Regions from separate parts of the Mus musculus genome. Here regions 2 and 3 are each linked to region 1. The links are chromatin contacts, called in public Micro-C and promoter capture Hi-C maps. All regions are on one chromosome and are shown on one strand. The core of a region is the stretch at or near the end of the contact, and the rest is flanking DNA. Distances in the headings are between cores, read along the strand shown.

Region 1 (3,624 bases), core at 937-3,436:
AAACAACAAACAAACAAACAACAACTTGGAGTATCTGTAGTTCCAGCTTCTCAGGAGGTGGAGGTGAGAGGATCTTCCTTCCTTCCTTCCTTCCTTCCTTCCTTCCTCCCTCCTTCCCTTCCTTCCTCCCTCCCTCCCTTCCTTCCTTCCTTCCTTCCTTCCTTCCTTCCTTCCTTCCTCCCTCCCTTCCTTCCTTCTTTCCTTCCTTCCCCCCTCTCTCTCTTTCTTTCTTTTTAGGAGAAGGTTCTTTTTGAACCCAGGAGTTAACTTGTTTTGATTTTTTGAGACATCTCACTTACTATGTAGTCCTAACTGGCCTTAAACTTATGGCAATCCTCCTGTCTTTTGGGTGTTGCACAGGTGTAACTGAGCCAGAGGTTCAAGGCCAGCCTGGGCAACATAGTGAGATACTGTTTTAAAATAAAAAGAACAACCTGGAGGTGGTGGCGCACGCCTTTAGTCCCAACACTCAGGAAGCAGGGGCAGGCTGGTCTCTGAGTTTGAGGCCAGCCTGGTCTACAGAGTGAGTTCTAGGACAGCCAGGTCTACACAGAGAAATGGTATCTCCAAAAACAAAAAAGAAGAAAAGAAAGAAAAGATGGAGGGAGAGAGTTAGGAAGGAAAGGAAGGGTGTCAAATTTATCTTCTAGGAGATAGTTAATAATCCCAAAGCCAGGGTAATGGTGGCCAGTCACTGCAGATGACAGAGACCCTCACCAATGAGGGGGTTTGTTGAGCTATTTGTTTTGGTTTACTTTTGGTTTTTGAGACACGGTCTATCTGTGTAACCCTGGCTGTCCTTAAACTCAATATGTAAAGCAGGCTGGCCTTGAACTCACAAGAGGTCTGGCTGCCCCTGTTCCCTGAGTATGGGATTAGAGAGTCACCATGCGCAGCTCCGTTCAGCGCTTTTTAGTTGTGGATCCTTGCAGGGTAGCTTTGAATGAGCACACAGCTTGTTCTAGTCACGGTGCTCGGGTTGGGGCCTCTTGGTTTGCAGTCAACAAAAAAGTTAATTATTTTCTCCCCACTGCTCAATAATTCAAACCAAGTTTCGAGCACAGCCCCTCCCTTGATCCAGCGCTTTGGGTCTGGGTCTCAAGGCTAGTGGGAAGGAGCCAGGTGCATAGCTCAACTGTAGAGCTTCCGTAGCACATACAAGGCCGGTCTCCAACCCTAGTGCTAGGGGAAAAGAGACAGAGAACCTCAGGCATTCACAAAAGTTACCCTGTTCTCCAGGCCCACTGGGGGGCCGTGAGAGGGAGACCTTCAGTATGGGAATCTACGAAACCATAAGGAAGATGGGGATTTGCCATACGAATCCTCCATCTCATGTCACCCCTGAAGCTCTGCCGGTCTGAAGACACTGAAAAGCCACCATGCTCCCAGGCAGGCGTGCGTTCCATCTCCCAACAGGTAACGTACGGAACTGCCCTCTGAACGGGATTATCTGAGCCTCCACAATGTCCCTGACTGTCACCTTCATCTAGGACTTATAGTCTGCTCTGGATGTGTGTCCTGTGTGAGAGGGAGTTGGTCCTATGTCCCTCTGGCCTCCTGCACCATCCAGCAGCCTACAGCCTCTCCAGGCACTATGACCCCCAACCCAGTTCTAGGAAGCTACAAGTGGGAAGATTCTCCTTGAGGAGTCTGACTGAGCATCTGAAGGTCAGGTCAGTGAGCTCTGGCAGAGGCAAGGTATCCTGGATGAGTTGTGAGCAGGCACATTCCTGAGGAGGAAGCGGTCTGTGATTTAGTAGTCTCTATGAGGCCTTGGTTGTCCTTTCTAGAAGCCATTTTGTCACATATTCTGATACCAATAACAACCTCACAGTGAGAAGTGGGTTCTCAAAGAAGCCAGTCCTGGATGGGGAAAGATTTTAAAGCTGCCAAGTAAAGCCAGGCAGAGGCAGGGAAACCCTGTCTCCTCTTCTCACTCATTGGGGTTTTAAGTCTATTTGTTGTTCATTCAGAGATAGCAAAACACATGTGAACCCACAAGGAGCAGGTGGACCCCGACAGAGGACCCACATGCAGTGCAGAGGGCTGCTTTGTCACTCTGTCCTGAAGTGCCAGGTGTTGGCTTACCTGAATAGCTCCAATCACTGTGGGCCTGGATGCCCAGGAAGAACAGGGACACCACGCTCACCAGGGCCCTCATGGCAGATGCTGTAGCCCTGAATGCAGGACAGGTTCTGGGCTGCACTTCTTTTAAATGCCCAGAAACTGTAAATAACAATTTACCAGGTCCAGCTGGCTGATCCGCCCTTGCTGCGCCCACTGAGCAATAACACCCTCCCCACAATGGCCCTTCTGACTTGGTGCCTGTGCACGTGCCTCACCTCCTCCCAGGGCATTACCATAGCCAATTAGCCCATGTCTGGTTGTTCAACATCTTTGGGAACTCAGTTCAGTGGCCACACAGTGCAGCCATTGTGGACCTTGGATGATGAGCGAGCTGGAGGGATTGAGAAGAGCCCGAGGCACAGCGCACCCGGAAGCAGGGGCTTCCAGGACAGTGGCCTTATGTCCTCTGCCCTTTCTCCTGGCTGCTGAGTGAAGTCACCAGGGTCTGAAAACCATGCCAGATTCCAGTTGGTATTTCCTGCCTGTCCCAGAGTGGACATAAGAACATCCCTGATGGCTCAAGGGTTGACCCCCATTCCCTGGCCAGCTAGGCAACTGGGAAGATAGTCTTATATCCTAGCTTTAGGCAAGAACAGGAGGAGCCCAGTTAGAGGCAGAGATAGGTTTATCCAGCCCTTGACCTTGGAGCCAGGCTTTTCTCTTTTTTTGAAGAGCAGCCAGTGCTCTTAACTTCTGAGCCATCTCTCCAGCCCTCAGCCTGCTTCCTTCCTTCCTTCCTTTCTTTCTTTCTTTCTTTCTTTCTTTCTTTCTTTCTTCCTTTCTTTCTTTCTTTCAAAAATTTATTTATTTTATGTATGTGAGTACACTGTAGTTGCACAGACTGTTGTGAACCTTCATGTGGTTGTTGGGAATTTTAGGACCTCTGCTAGCTCTGGTCGGCCCCACTTGCTTAGTCTCTGCTCGATCCAGCCCAAAGATTTATTTATTATTATAAATAAGTACACTATAGCTGACTTCAGACATACCAGAAGAGAGTGTAAGATCTCATTATCGGTGGTAGTGAGCCACCATGTGGTTGCTGGGATTTGAACTCAGGACCTTCAGAAGAGCAGTCAGTGCTCTTGCCTGCTGAGCCATCTTGCCAACATGGAGCTGGGCTTTTGAGCTACATCTGTACACATGCCTTGGAGACACTGAGGTAGAGGAGGTGTGGGTGCTCCTATGTTCCTGGGGATTTGTTCTGACAGCTACAGTGCACTTGGGAACACCAAGGCTGAGTCCAAAAGTTGCCTGATCCTTGTGCATCTATGTAGATAATGAAAGAGAAATTGGTATTATGCCTGCCTGATTAGCCAGCGTATCCCATGTCCTTCAGAGACGCAAAGGTGTAGGCAGGTGGGGCTCCTGGAGGGAGCTGGCCAGATGCAAAGAACTGATCTGCTCTGGCAGAGAATCGATCTGCTCTCTGGGATAGCAAAGTGGTAGCGTGTCGCTGTAGCAAGTGTATGTGAGGAGGTGGATTGCTCATATTTCAGA
Region 2 (3,891 bases), core at 522-3,021, 290 kb after region 1:
GTAAAATCTAAAGTTTTCCAAATGTATAAAGGACACAAACGTAGCGGGCAGGAAGGACCTAAAGGGAGGGTACACATTGGACTCTAGCTTTGACTAATGTAAATCTGTTTATAGGTCAAAGCAAAAGAGGGAGCATGTGGGAGAAGGAAGGGTCCAGCAGGAGAACAGAGAAAGGTAGAGAGGGCTAACCTAGGTAGAGACCAGTGATAGACCCTGGAGCCAGGGGCAGGTAGATCTTCAAGGCCGGTCTGGTCTATAGAATGAGTTCCAGGACAGACAAGGCTACACAGAAATCCTGCCTTAAAACCATTTCCCCAAAAGAAAGAAATTTCAGCTCAGAGATCTTGGTAAACAAAACCAGTTAAACCTACTATGTAGTCAGCCAAAACACTAGAGTCTTTGGTTGAGCTGCAATAAATATCTTAGCCACGTCTCAGTTCTATGTCTTTTTTATGGTCCTGATTTGTTTCAGCTAGTACTTCATAACCGTTTAACCGACTGCTTCATCTTTCAGTTAAGAGCCCTAGGAAGGATTCTCTCCTTAGAGCCCAGCATGCCTGCCTTCTAGTCTCATGCTAGCACTTTATTTTGTGTCTATCCATAAGGTATTCTCTTCCTGGGCTTTGTTTTGCATCTGTCATGTGAAAGTGGGCATTGTGAACTCTGAAAGTGGTGTTTTGTAACTTCTTGGTAATTATAGGCATTGTTGCATAGCTTCATTGACAAGGTGCTCCATACTTTGATCTCATGGAAGATCTTTGTATAGCTTTGGGGATGAGCTACATCAGCATTTCCTTGGTTACTATCCTGTCTGAAAAGCCTTCAACAACATAGCACAAAGCCCAGATCTTCTTATTTCAGTAACTTTTGCCAGAAAACATAAACATCTTCAGATATTGAAAAAAAATATTTAAAAGCCTGTAAATTCAGAGCTGGGTTCCATATATGAACCTGACTAGGAAGTATATCTTTGGTTCATAGTGTGAGGCATTTAGGTCAGGCTTGTCGTTGGTCTCCAGGGAAGCCTGCTTGTGACCCTAAAGTGTCAAGAAGGAGATAATATAAAAAGCAGACTCATGCCAGTGATGCCCCATGTCAGAAATATATGTAAGAAGTTTTAGGAGGGATGTACCCTAGTGCAAGATTGTGGAAGATGGCTGCGGGTAAACTGTCTGTGAATGTTGAGCTTTGCTCTTAGAAATGACAGGACATTGAAAGAACAATTCACCACCAACCAAGATAAAAGAAACAGCAAGTGCCGCAGCCACCACAGTCCAGTGCCAGTGTGAGCAAGTGTGGGGAGAAGCAGTGTCCGTGCCAGTGTGAGCAAGTGTGGGGAGAAGCAGTGTCCGTGCCAGTGTGAGCAAGTGTGGGAAGAAGCAGTGTCCAGTGCCAGTGTGAGCAAGTGTGGGGAGAAGCAGTGTCCAGTGCCAGTGTGAGCAAGTGTGGAGAGAAGCAGTGTCCAGTGCCAGTGTGAGCAAGTGTGGAGAGAAGCAGTGTCCAGTGCCAGTGTGAGCAAGTGTGGAGAGAAGCAGTGTCCAGTGCCAGTGTGAGCAAGTGTGGAGAGAAGCAGTGTCCAGTGCCAGTGTGAGCAAGTGTGGGGAGAAGCAGTGTCCAGTGCCAGTGTGAGCAAGTGTGGAGAGAAGCAGTGTCCAGTGCCAGTGTGAGCAAGTGTGGGGAGAAGCAGTGCTGAGCTGTCCAGGGCGCAGCTCTCTGGAGAGCCAGCCCCACTTGGAGCTGTTGTTTTGTTTTTCAAAATGCAGATGAGCTGGAAGAAAGAGGAAGTAGGTAGCCTGCTTGCCTTCTCCCTCAGGGGAGCTGTCACAAGCTGCCTGTCTTAGCCAACAACAAAATGTCAGAAAAACACACACAGGGGACGATCTGCCAGTCACCTGTTTACCTCTTGAGGAGGAACAAGCCAGGATCCCTCCTGGGGTCAGAAGAAGACACTTGGGTTGCATGCCATCATTGTCACCCAGGGCAGCTAATGAGACCCAAACAATAATTTTGAAAATAAGATTTTCTTGAGTTGGAGTAACTTTTTATGTAATAGTAACTTTTTCCTGTGTGTAGCTATTAAGTTCTTTCCCGTCGTAACGAGTTAGCCTCTTGTATGTGAAAGAGTTTCTTTGATGCCCGGCTCCATTTCAGCAGCTCTGCGCTGTCTAAGCGCAGCAGCAGGTCTAAGGAAATGCTCTTCCGCCCCGTCGCCCTGTTTTCATGTGTTGGGACAAAGGGAAACTATTTCAGATAAATCTGCTTATGTGTTCTCTCTCTGAACTTAGGAAATTTTACATTTTTGAGAGAGCCTCTGAACTTTGGGTGTCCTACCTCCTTGAATTCGAGGGTTGCCTGGCACATGTGGTCCTCAGGATCAAACCCAGGGCTTCATGCATGTTGGGCAAGCACTCTTATAACTGAGTCTCACCTTCAGCCCTGTGACTGAGGTGTGCTGTATTTCTGCAGAAAATGTGTAGATTCCTCAGCTTAGAACTCATGTTGTCTCACAGGATGAACAGGGCTCTGCACATGGTACCGAGCACCATGTCCTGCTCTAAGAATCTGTAAGAACTCATGTTCTTGGAAAAGATTTTCGTTTTTTGACTCCATTCCATTTCTGAGAAACAGTTGGTCCTGTCCTTTTTTCCAATCTTTTATGTTTTGAGGGAATTTTGTGATGTTTCTTTAAGTTATAACTGAGTGGTGTAAAGATCATTTAGTTTGCAGGCGGGAGTAACCTGCGTACCTGCTATTTCATAATGATAAACAGTGCTTTGTGGGAGGCGAACGCTGGATGGGTAGACAGGCTTGTTCTGCAGGGTTTTACCAGGGCCTCTCTTGGCTGCTCTGTGGGCAGGGTGACTGAGTACTTTGGTCCTCAGTATTGCTGTAGTGAGATGGACTTGTTACATGGCTTTAGAAATCTTTCAAAATGAGTTTTAATAGATTTAGGTTTATAGATAGTGTTGTGCGAGAATGAATCAGGGCACTTGAAATGTTTTGTTTGTTTGTTTGGTTGGTTGGTTGGTTGGTTGGTTAGTTGTTTTTTTGTTTTGTTTTGTTTTTCCAAGTATGCTGAGGTGTTTATAGTGGATGGTCTTTAGGCATTTGGGGGGAGGGGCATATGCATGCACGTTCACTTAACTGAGGGGGGGTTAGTGTCAGCCAACCATTATGGTTCATGCTAGGTTAGTGCTCTGCTGCTGAGGTTATTTCCCCCCCCCCCCCCCATCCTTGATCTGAACCTTGTTGCTGTTTTTATTGTTTCAGTTCATTCTTGGAGACCTGGCTGGGCTCATATTAATTACCTTAGAGGATGCTGTAATTTAATCACTTGGAGATTTGGGGGTTCTTTTTGCATGAAGTATGGCATTCCTTGTGTGCTGTATTAGTGCTGTCTCCATTGTGGCCATACCTATGTGGCTAGCTTGCTTGTTTGGTCTTTTTGTCAAGTGCGTTTTCAAAAAGACATGTGTTTAGTTGCTTCTCCTAAGCACTGCTGCTGTTTCTGCGCTTAATTTCAGGTGCAGTTATTTGTACCTGTTTTCCTCGTTCTTGTTCTTTGTTGAAAACATGGTTATTTAAAAACCTGACTTACTTAAAAAATAGAAAAGACAAAAGAAAACTTGCTGTTGTCTCCTGAGGACGGACGCTTCTGGCTTGGCTTGTGGAGTTCCCTGGTGTTGGCTGTCTGGAATCCCCTTTCTAAGGCCCCACTTCCCTGCACACTAGCTTGGTGTGCTCGGAGAAGCTGCAGAGTCTGTTGGCTGGTCTTTATTTACGGAAACAGCAGGGTTGAGATTGATTGCGTTGTGGAGAGACAGTGTGTGGATGAGGGAGGGTCACAGCACATGCTCAGTCCTGTCAGAGTGAGGGAAGTTTCAGCGTTCT
Region 3 (3,500 bases), core at 806-3,305, 340 kb after region 1:
GCTCCACCTTCCCTTTCACACGATGGCTTCCTTACAGCAAGCTCCCTTGGAGAGTGTGGCCAAAGATGTGTGTGGTTTTCTATTTTTTCCCTTTTCATTTGTAAAGCAAATGTCATTTTCATATGCTGGGCATGGTGGTGCATGCCTTTAATCCCAGCACTCGGGAGGCAGGGGCAGGCAGATTTCTGAGTCCAAGGCCAGCCTGGTCTACAGAGAGAGTTCCAGGACAGCCAGGGCTACACAGAGAAACCCTGTCTCAAAAAAAAAAAAAAAAAAAAAAGTCATTTTCTTTTGCCCTTTTCTATACCTCATTATCTCTCCGCCATATTTTTACTTGGTTTTCTTTTAAAGCCAGCAATACATAGTGTCCCCATCCAGGGCTCCTGGTGTGTGTGTGTTTGTGTGTGTGTGTGTGTGTGTGTGTGTGTGTGTGTGTTTTGTGTTTGGACCTTGGAGCTAGGTAGAGTAGAGCTGAGGTAGGGAAAGAACCCCACCATGGACATGAACATGCCTTGCCTTGTAGTTCAGGATAATCATTTTAGCCAAAGATTACTTTTTATTGAGCATTTTTCATTTTTCCTTGAGAGGGACAATGGGGATATCTTCAGCTTGAAAGATTCATAAATACTAGGGCAGTGGGCTGTTGAAACCACATTTCCATCTCGTTTTCAAGGACATGTAAAAAAAAAATGGAGCTAGCATACACTTCTCAGTGCTCAGTCATCTTTCCCTGTTCTTTTAAAAAATGAGAACAAGGCACAAGGGGGCTTGGGAAATTGCATGTAGTTCTCCCATAGACAAAGTGGATATTTTATAAATGAAGAGGATAGAAACCCTTTTCTTCTTCAGTTTCTTAGCAACAGAACAGAGAGAGTTTTAATGTGTGTGCTTGGAACATTATGTCTTTATCAACATCAGAGCCTTCCTCGTTCATGGGTGAGATATACTAGACTGCTAACTGGGATTTGGAGTTGGGAGAAAGGAAAAAAATGAGGTAGAGGGGCTGGAGAGATGGTTCAGAGGTTATGAGGACTGACTGCTCTGCTGAAGGTCCTGAGTTCAATTCCCAGCAATCACATGGTGGCTCACAAGCATCTGTAACGAGATCTGATGCCCTCTTCTGAGTGTCTGGCGACAGCTACAGTGTACTTACATATATAATAAATAAATCTTAAAAATAAATAAATAAATAAAATAAAGGAGGTAGAAAACAGGAGCTGTGCCCTGAGGATGGAACTCATTCCGAGCCAGCTCTTAGTCCCCTGCGTTCCTCTGTGTGATTTTGAAGGCCTTTCCTGTAGAGGTAGTGGTCATCAGGGTAGCCTCGCGGTTGCCAGGAGGGGGGAGGGTTTGTTGGGTTCTGACTTGGACTTACCGAGTGAAGTCCAGCCAGGCAGCTTTGGTTTCTGTTGTGCTGAGGCTATAGCAGAGCAAAATAGGCAAATATGCCTGCCCTCGTGCACTCAACGTGTAATTAATACTCATTGACAAGTGTTAACTCAGTGAAATGAGAAACAGCATAGGAAAGCAGTATGCAGTGCAGGGCAGCACTTGGAACTTTACTTAAGGTAACCCTGAAACGTCACTCTTGAGTGAAGACATAGAAAACATTTGAGAGCCAGCTTTGCAAATAAATAGGAGAAGAACATTCTAAAACCAAAGAAACGGAATGCAGTAATTCCCCTCATACTTGTGAGAGGTCCTATCCAATGTGGGTGCTGTGCTGAGTACAAAGGAGGCTGTCTGGTCTAGGCTTTGTCCATGTGGTTTAAGCCGTGGTCACTGTGCTAGAATGGTATTGGTCATCTGGGTGTCTGTACACTGGATGAGGAAATCTGAGTGTAGGGCCTTGGCTTGGGAGTGCCCCAGAGAGCCCCAGGAAGAGATGAAATAAGTAGGCTGCGGGCGGCATCTTGAAGCTCATGCCTGCTCCTCTGAATTCCTTTCCTGTAACTGAGCAAATGGGTGTGCTGTGAGCAGTTCTGCTTCCTCCTGCCTTGCCCCTCCCTGCCGCGTCTCTGTGGTTTCTGTTTTGTACGATTCTGAGTCAGCCTCTTCTCACTCTACCAGACTGTAGGCCGAGTCTGAGCATTCTGGCTTATAACCAGAGCGGACAGTGTTTACTGTACTACCTGTGTTTACCCAGATTCCACATTTGTGCAAGCAGCTGTTTTCTTAAGTATTCACGCATAAGAAAAACACCTGAAAAGGAAATGGCATAAACTGTCCCTGCCCCAGAGCAGCTATTACTAGGAAGTTAACCAAGGGAGTAAACTTGAAGCAATTTAGGATTATCAATCCAATACTCTGAATTTTATCACCTATTGGAAAGAAAGGGTTTAAAAAAGAAACTTTCCTTTGAGTCCAATGCTAGTTTTGAAAGTCTACTCAGGAAAAAGATCTCTGTGATACCATTATTTGACAAAGCTGGGTAGTTTCTGTGTCCACTGACTTTTGTTGTAGTTGTTTGTTTGTTTGTTTGTTTGTTTGTTTGTTTTTGACAGCAGTCACTATGTAGCCATGGCTGGCATGGAACTCACTATGTGGACCCGGCTAAACTCAAACTTACAGATTTCTCCCTGCCTCTGCCTTTAGAATTCTTTGTAATTTAAATTTTTTCTAACACCTATTTTAAATGATGGTTCTTAAATGCTTTAAGCTCTCCTTTAGCCTACTACCCACCAGAGGGAGTGGGAAAGAAAGGATACAGGGGAAGTGGACCTGCTTAGAAAGGTTCTTTGGAGCAGCTCCTGTCTGTGTTGTCTGGAAATCAGCCATTCAGTTCACACGTCATCACTGGGAGCTCGATCCACTCGCAAACTCTTCACGGATAGATACACCAGCAGCCCAGTTCAGTAGAGTCAGGAGAGCAAACAGGAATCAGTAGTGGGGCACTACCTAGCAGAGACAGCCAGGCCTCAGCCTCAGCCCGAGTCAGCAGGAGGGACCAGGGCCAATAGGAACACCAGGAGGAGTTTTCAGCTGTGCCTCTCTCAGGGAAGCGAAAATCTGTGGAAACTCAAGACCCACAAGCGTTGCACAGCTAGATATATCAGCAAGCCAAGCTCAGCCTCCATCACTGTCCATCAAGCCCTAGTTATACCCTGTCCTCCTCGCGCCTTGCCTTAGCACATGCATCCAATCAGCTGGAGTCCGCAGAAGCAGCAAGAAACTGCAGCACACCACCAGAAGTTTTTTGGTGCGTTTCTCTCTATGGCGTCCTGACAAATGCATATCAACTACGCAATGTAAGGCGGACCAATGCATGTGTGTTGTTAGCAAAGAATCCTTCATCACGTGTCCTTTCACATGCTTGCTTTAGCAAAACATCCTTTCACCTGTGCCTGCTTCACTGGAACGTTCCTTCATGTGTTTGTGCCAGCAAAACACCATCCAGCCAACTTTCCAAAGAACCCTTAAGTTTCCACTTCAGCTCTGGAATTAACAGTTTGCACTACACTCTGCTATGTGTAGTAACTGGGTACTGGCCAGGTTTAATT

What was found. Promoter capture Hi-C pulls out the DNA fragments that hold promoters and counts their contacts. A called contact is a pair of places that touch in the nucleus more often than the background predicts.
Region 2: a promoter capture Hi-C map of liver shows a contact between it and region 1. The contact joins the enhancer-like site here to the promoter of Car6 in region 1. A contact is called at or near these places in 9 of 39 promoter capture datasets (the 3T3-L1 cell line, the C10 cell line, the HPC-7 cell line and 4 more), 5 of 484 Hi-C or Micro-C datasets (the G1E-ER4 cell line, embryonic stem cells and nephron progenitors), 3 of 115 datasets of contacts at active chromatin or transcription factors (embryonic stem cells and microglia) and 1 of 9 other capture datasets (liver).
Region 3: a contact with region 1 is called in a Micro-C map of the HL-1 cell line, with 1.8 times the contacts expected there. The contact joins the enhancer-like site here to the promoter of Car6 in region 1. A contact is called at or near these places in 9 of 39 promoter capture datasets (the C10 cell line, the HPC-7 cell line, cranial neural crest and 5 more), 1 of 484 Hi-C or Micro-C datasets (the HL-1 cell line) and 1 of 115 datasets of contacts at active chromatin or transcription factors (bone marrow-derived macrophages).

The regions. Positions count from the first base shown.
Region 1 is chr4:150,198,949-150,202,572 of GRCm38.p6, forward strand. Car6 (carbonic anhydrase 6) reads right to left here and starts at 2,187. Exons shown (of 8, transcript NM_009802.2): 1 at 2,089-2,187. The coding sequence starts at 2,161.
Region 2 is chr4:150,484,495-150,488,385 of GRCm38.p6, forward strand. The region is part of intron 7 of Rere (arginine glutamic acid dipeptide (RE) repeats); the gene reads left to right. Among named protein-coding and RNA genes, the nearest start is that of Gm52709, 19 kb to the left of the region's middle. Within about 2 kb of position 1,772, at least 103 of the 459 cell types and tissues checked have an H3K27ac peak or open chromatin away from gene starts, as enhancers often do. A contact at or near this core is called in the G1E-ER4 cell line, the HPC-7 cell line, liver and 1 more, where this site is marked.
Region 3 is chr4:150,543,061-150,546,560 of GRCm38.p6, forward strand. All of the region lies in intron 11 of Rere (arginine glutamic acid dipeptide (RE) repeats), which reads left to right. Among named protein-coding and RNA genes, the nearest start is that of Gm52709, 77 kb to the left of the region's middle. Within about 2 kb of position 2,056, at least 270 of the 459 cell types and tissues checked have an H3K27ac peak or open chromatin away from gene starts, as enhancers often do. A contact at or near this core is called in the HL-1 cell line, the HPC-7 cell line, bone marrow-derived macrophages and 4 more, where this site is marked.